2 separate regions of the Strix aluco genome follow, and region 2 is linked to region 1. Evidence: chromatin contacts called from public Hi-C data. All regions are on one chromosome and are shown on one strand. Each heading gives the region's core, a stretch centred on a gene start, on an enhancer-like site or on the middle of the called end of the contact. The rest is flanking DNA. Distances are from core to core; before and after follow the strand shown. Region 1 holds the start of CCNL1 (cyclin L1). Region 2 holds the start of SLC33A1 (solute carrier family 33 member 1).

Region 1 (2,660 bases), core at 72-2,571:
GATGGAGCACTAGGAAATCCCGGTGCTGTGTTCATGCAATTTGCAGAATTGTAACCAAACTATCCATGTTTTGTCAGATTAATCTTTTTTTCAGGCAGTATATAAGATCTGTTTCCATTGCAGCGTCCTAGCTCCCCAAAAGATGTTTCCAGCCCTCAAAACACTCTCCTACTGGAAATAAACTCCTCGTTTGTGGCATGCCTGCCATCAGAAACCGGCAGAGCTACCCCACAGCCTTATGTCATGTATCTAAGAAGCAGTAGCTTGTAAAAATAACGACTTTCTAGCGAGTAAAACTTGCAGTCAGTGTAGATCATGCCCCAAGGAGCCCCTGTGTGTCATGAGGAGCTGGTCACACAGCGAGCAGCTAAATGAGGGAAAAACCTCCAGAATTGGCTCCGCAAGGTTTTACCTTGTTCTGTGGGATGCAAATACCCTCGTGTGACATGGGACAAATGTGGGGGACAGATGGGGAGGGTGGTGGGTGGCTGCTGGGTGTGGGGCTGTTTCCCCAACACTCAGTGTGAATTTATGTACAGTGGCTTAAAAGGCAGTAGCTGCTTTAATTCCTTTTTTTTTTTCAATTTATTAATAAATGAAGTGGAAGGTAACTTTTTGCTGGGTTATGCTTCCTGTTTGGAACTACACAACCCACCTCCTGTCACTATTGCACCACAGCCATCCCGTTTGTTTACTTACTCAATTTTATGGATTTTTTTTTTTTTTTCCCAAAAAAGGCCAAAAGCCCTACGGCAGCTCCTGGCTGAGCTTGCACCCAGGGCACGCACCAGTTAACCTACACGGTCTTTAAAACACAGTTTCAAGTAGTTTAAGCAGTTTCCTTTCCCTCTGCCGCTGTGAAGCCTACAGCGCAGTGCTCTTCCACTGTTTAAACCCTTTTGCAGTGGAAAATTCTCTAAAAAAAAAAAGCGAATAACGCCGGCCGCCCCCTCCGGCGACAGCGCAGCCAGGACCAGGGCAGCTGCGGCGGCGGCGCCGTTTCCTCCCCACGGAGGAACGTGGGCCCACGCGTGTCCTCATTTCCTTCCCCCCTTGCCAAAGCGGGAGCTGCGGGCCGGGGCACGTTTCACCGGAGGCGGCTCCCGGGGGAGGGTCCCCGCACGGGGACAACGGCGGCCGCGGCCGCCTCATCGTCCCGCCGAGGCCCCCCGCGATCGCGACGGTCCGTGTGTTAACGGAGAAGGGCCGTGTGCCGCTCCCCAGGGCCGGGACAACAGCGAAGATCGGTGACTCCCGGTGCCGCGGGGAACGGTAGGGGGCGGCGGAGGGGGAGGGGGGACGGGGACGGGTCCGGCGGACTTTTTTTTCCCGGCGTGCCCCGCGCAGGCGCCGCTGTGTGCTGCGTCACAGCGCCGGGCCGCGCTAGTCAGTGCGTGGCCGGCTGCGGGTGCGGACGCGCTCCGCCATCATGGCCTCCGCCGCTACGGCTCCCCCCGCTGCCGCCGCCGCCGCTACTGTTGCCGCCCCGCCGGCTCCCGCCGCTCCGGGCATCCTTATCGGTGACCGGCTGTACTCGGAGGTGTCGCTGACCATCGACCACTCGCTGATCCCCGAGGAGCGCCTCTCGCCCACTCCCTCCATGCAGGACGGCCTGGACCTGCAGTGCGAGACCGACTTGCGCATCCTGGGCTGCGAGCTCATCCAGGCGGCCGGTATCCTCCTCCGCTTGCCGCAGGTGGGTGCGAGCCCCGGCGCCTAACCGGGAGGGAGGGAAGGGCGGGCGCCGCCATTGTGGCGCGGCGGGAAGGGCGTGTGAGGCGGCCGCGCCGGGGGGGGGGGGGGGGGGGGGCGGCGGCGGCGCCAGCTGGTGCCTGACACAAAATGGCGGCGGTGGCGGTTGGGCCCGGTGAGTGACTCCCGCTCCTTCTTTCCTCCTCCTCCCCTCTTTGCGTTCCTAGGTGGCGATGGCGACGGGGCAGGTGCTGTTTCATCGGTTCTTCTATTCGAAGTCCTTCGTCAAGCACAGCTTCGAGGTGAGCGCGGCGCGGGCTGGCGGGGAAGCTGGGGGGGCAGGACAGGGACGGGGAGGAGGTGGCTGTAGCCGCTGTTTTAGGCGACCGGTGAATTTGGCCGGTCACACGCCAAACCGGCTGTGCTCTTCGAGCCTTTAGGCCACGGGGTTTTGTTTTTTTCTTCTTTTTTTTTTTTTAAGTTGTGTAATTCTAGTCTTCGTTTTCTCATGGAATCGGGGCTTCCTTTCAGATTGTTGCTATGGCCTGCATCAATCTCGCATCCAAAATTGAAGAGGCGCCTCGTCGTATAAGGGACGTGATCAACGTGTTTCATCATTTGCGTCAGTTAAGAGCAAAAAGGTAAGAGTAGCTTCGTTACGAACATAAGCATCAGTTGTCACTAATGTACACTGCAGTTTTCAATTCACAGTATTTTTCCAGGCTAAGTTCAACGACCTAAAATTGAGAAGGGAGTGCTCATTGGCTGCTGTGTAGGCAGTACAGTTCAATGCTGACTTCTTCTACTGGTACTTTTGTTTACTGGGTAGACCCGTTTTCGTTACTTATAGAGCTACAAGTCATGAGTATTGGCTCTAGTTTTAGGTCCACAGTTGTAGTTTTAGGTCTATTGCTAATTGATTTTTGATGTCTTGTTCTTGAAAGGTAGTTTTAGGCATGAGTAGCCAA
Region 2 (2,660 bases), core at 66-2,565, 300 kb after region 1:
GCTGCCTCCGACCGGCGGGGAGCGGCCCCGAGGCGGGGAGCGGGAAGAAAGGGCCGTGAGGAGCCGCCGCCGCGATGAGCTAATGCCGCCCGGCTGCGCCTCCGCCGCGGGGAGGAGGAGCCGGCCCGGCCCGGCCCCGCGCTCCGGCGGAAGGGGCGGAGCCGGGTGCCTTGGGGTCAGAAATCGGGATTTAGGGACTCTGTGTGCGTGTGTTGTGCTGGGTGGAATAACGGCGAGGATGGGGGTGAAGACAGCGGCCGCGGCCCGGCCTCCCCCGGGGCTACCGCGCCTGGCCCCGAGCGGGTTTAACACCAGGGATGCCCCCGGAGCGCGACGGGGAGCTCCCGGGGCTCATTTCTGCCCGTTTTGAAGGCAGAAACTAAGGCTTTACAATAAGTTTTTCTGTGCGTCAGAATGGTACGGTATAAAGTGCATCTCCTATTTCTGCTCGGGTGGAATTTCTTAAAAGACACTAAGGAAAACAGCTCCCTCAATGAAAGGCTGCCTGTAACGTTCCCGAAGTATTTTTGACACCCTTCTCCGAGCTTTATTACTCTTCTTGCATAGAGGAAAATAAGCGTAAGAATTCGAGTTACACGTGGAATTACAAACCGGTATCTGGTTCCACCGTCACATTCCAAGCAATTTTGTGCTGAGGGTAATATCGGTGTGTTCATTTTGCTCTAAATGTTTTAACTGTGTTATGGCTGTGATGGGTCTTTCAGGAATTAAAAAAAATAGAATACTTCAAGTATTAAAAATGGAAGAAAAGCGAGACGCACAAAGTGTGCTTGTTGCTTTAATTATCGTGTAACTGTAAAATGAATGGGTAAAAGAACAGGGGGAAAAAAAAAGTAATATTCGCTTACCTTGGTCCTTACTGATTTGTATTTCTGTTAGTACAGGAGACCCAAAGAGGGGGAAAAAAAGGAACTTAATTTTTGTTAAGGAAACTTAATTTTTATGAAGGAACTTCACACTTTGATTAAGGTTTGGAAGCCCCGGGATCAGCCCGCCCGGGCACCCCCAGCCGCCGTGGGGCCGGGAGCGGCTCGGGGAGGCCGGGCAGCTCCCCTCTCCCCGCCCAGAGGTAGCTGCTTCGCTGTCCCAGCGCTGGCGAGCACCGGAGGGCCCTGGAGCCGCCTCCCGCAGCGCCGCGGGACTCCCGCCGCCGCCGCCATGACCCGCCCGGCGGGGTCGGTCCCTCAGGGATGGGGCGGGGCGGGGCGGCTACCTGACGTCACTCCGCGGCGGACCAATGAGATGCAGCCACGCCTGCCACGGGCGCTCACGTGACCGGAAGGGGCGGGGCGGAGGCGGGTGGCGGCGGCGGCCGGGCCGGCTCGGCTCGCGGCGTCTCCTCAGCGGCAGCGCCCGCTCCCGCCTCAGCCTGTGGGGAGGAGCGCGAGTCCCCGGGCCGCCGCCGACAGATATGTCGCCCGCGATCGCGGCTAAGGAGGGCGGCCGGCAGCGCCGGGCCGGCAGCCAGCAGCACTGCCTGGACGTGAGGAGTGAGGCGCCGCCCGCCCTGGCGCTCTGCGGGGACGGGCTGCCGGGCGGTGAGGCCGAGGCGCTGCTGCCGGAGGCGGGGGCGCGGGGGGCGCGGGGGTGCCGGGCGGAGCTGGGCAGTATCCTGCTGCTGCTGGTGCTGTACGTGCTGCAGGGCATCCCGCTGGGGCTGGCGGGCAGCGTCCCCCTCATTCTGCAGAGCAAGAGCGCCAGCTACACTGACCAGGCCTTCTTCAGCTTCGTTTTCTGGCCCTTCAGCCTCAAGCTGCTCTGGGCCCCCTTGGTGGACGCCGTCTACCTGCGGGGTTTCGGCCGCCGCAAGTCCTGGCTGGTGCCCACGCAGTACGTCCTGGGGCTCTTCATGATCTACATGTCCACCCAGGTGGACATGCTGCTGGGCGACGGGGAGGGCCGGGGCCCCGACGTGGTGGCCCTCACTGTGACTTTCTTCCTCTTCGAGTTCCTGGCGGCAACGCAGGACATTGCGGTGGACGGCTGGGCCCTCACCATGTTGTCCAGGGAGAACGTGGGCTATGCCTCCACTTGCAACTCCGTGGGCCAGACAGCCGGCTACTTTCTGGGCAACGTTCTCTTCCTGGCCCTCGAGTCAGCCTCCTTCTGCAACAAGTACCTGCGGTTCCAGCCCCAGCCCCGAGGGATTGTTACCCTCTCAGGTACTGCCTGGCTGTGGCCGGCCTGTGTGTACTGATGCTGTGATGGGGATGCTTCTTCTAGGAGCCTGGACCAAAGCTCCGTTCAGAGCAAGTGGTGGTTTGGTGCGGTGAATCAAGCAGCTTTGCTTTGTCCCCAGCCCATGAGAAAGCACAGCCTGGCTGAAGGCTGGTGGAGTCCACTCCTACGTGCACTGGACTTCCAGGCTTCTCTGGGCCTGAGGGCGTGGGAAACCTGCCTTGTCATTATCTTGGCTGACCTAAGCACTTTAGAGAGCATTTTTCTCCCCCTCCCTAGTTTAATGACTGTGGGATAAATTATTGTTTAAAAAAACCCAAACAAATCAAAAGCTTTGCCTCTTCTTAATGAGGCCTTTTAAGAACATCTCTTGGGAGGAAGGAGAGAGGAAATTAAAAAAAAAATTGGCTCTTCCAAGATGGTATTGTTCGCAGAAGTACAAAAGACGAGTGTTTAGGGTT

The links. A called contact is a pair of places that touch in the nucleus more often than the background predicts.
Region 2: a Hi-C map of heart shows a contact between it and region 1, with 7 times the contacts expected there. The contact joins the promoter of SLC33A1 here to the promoter of CCNL1 in region 1. A contact is called at or near these places in 2 of 2 Hi-C or Micro-C datasets (brain and heart).

The regions. Positions count from the first base shown.
Region 1 is chr9:30,014,843-30,017,502 of bStrAlu1.hap1, forward strand. CCNL1 (cyclin L1) reads left to right here and starts at 1,322. Exons shown (of 11, transcript XM_074834378.1): 1 at 1,322-1,696; 2 at 1,920-1,994; 3 at 2,224-2,333. The coding sequence starts at 1,430.
Region 2 is chr9:30,313,953-30,316,612 of bStrAlu1.hap1, forward strand. SLC33A1 (solute carrier family 33 member 1) reads left to right here and starts at 1,316. Exons shown (of 4, transcript XM_074834396.1): 1 at 1,316-2,183. The coding sequence starts at 1,433. It overlaps GMPS (guanine monophosphate synthase), which reads right to left and starts at 124. Exons shown (of 16, transcript XM_074834393.1): 1 at 1-124.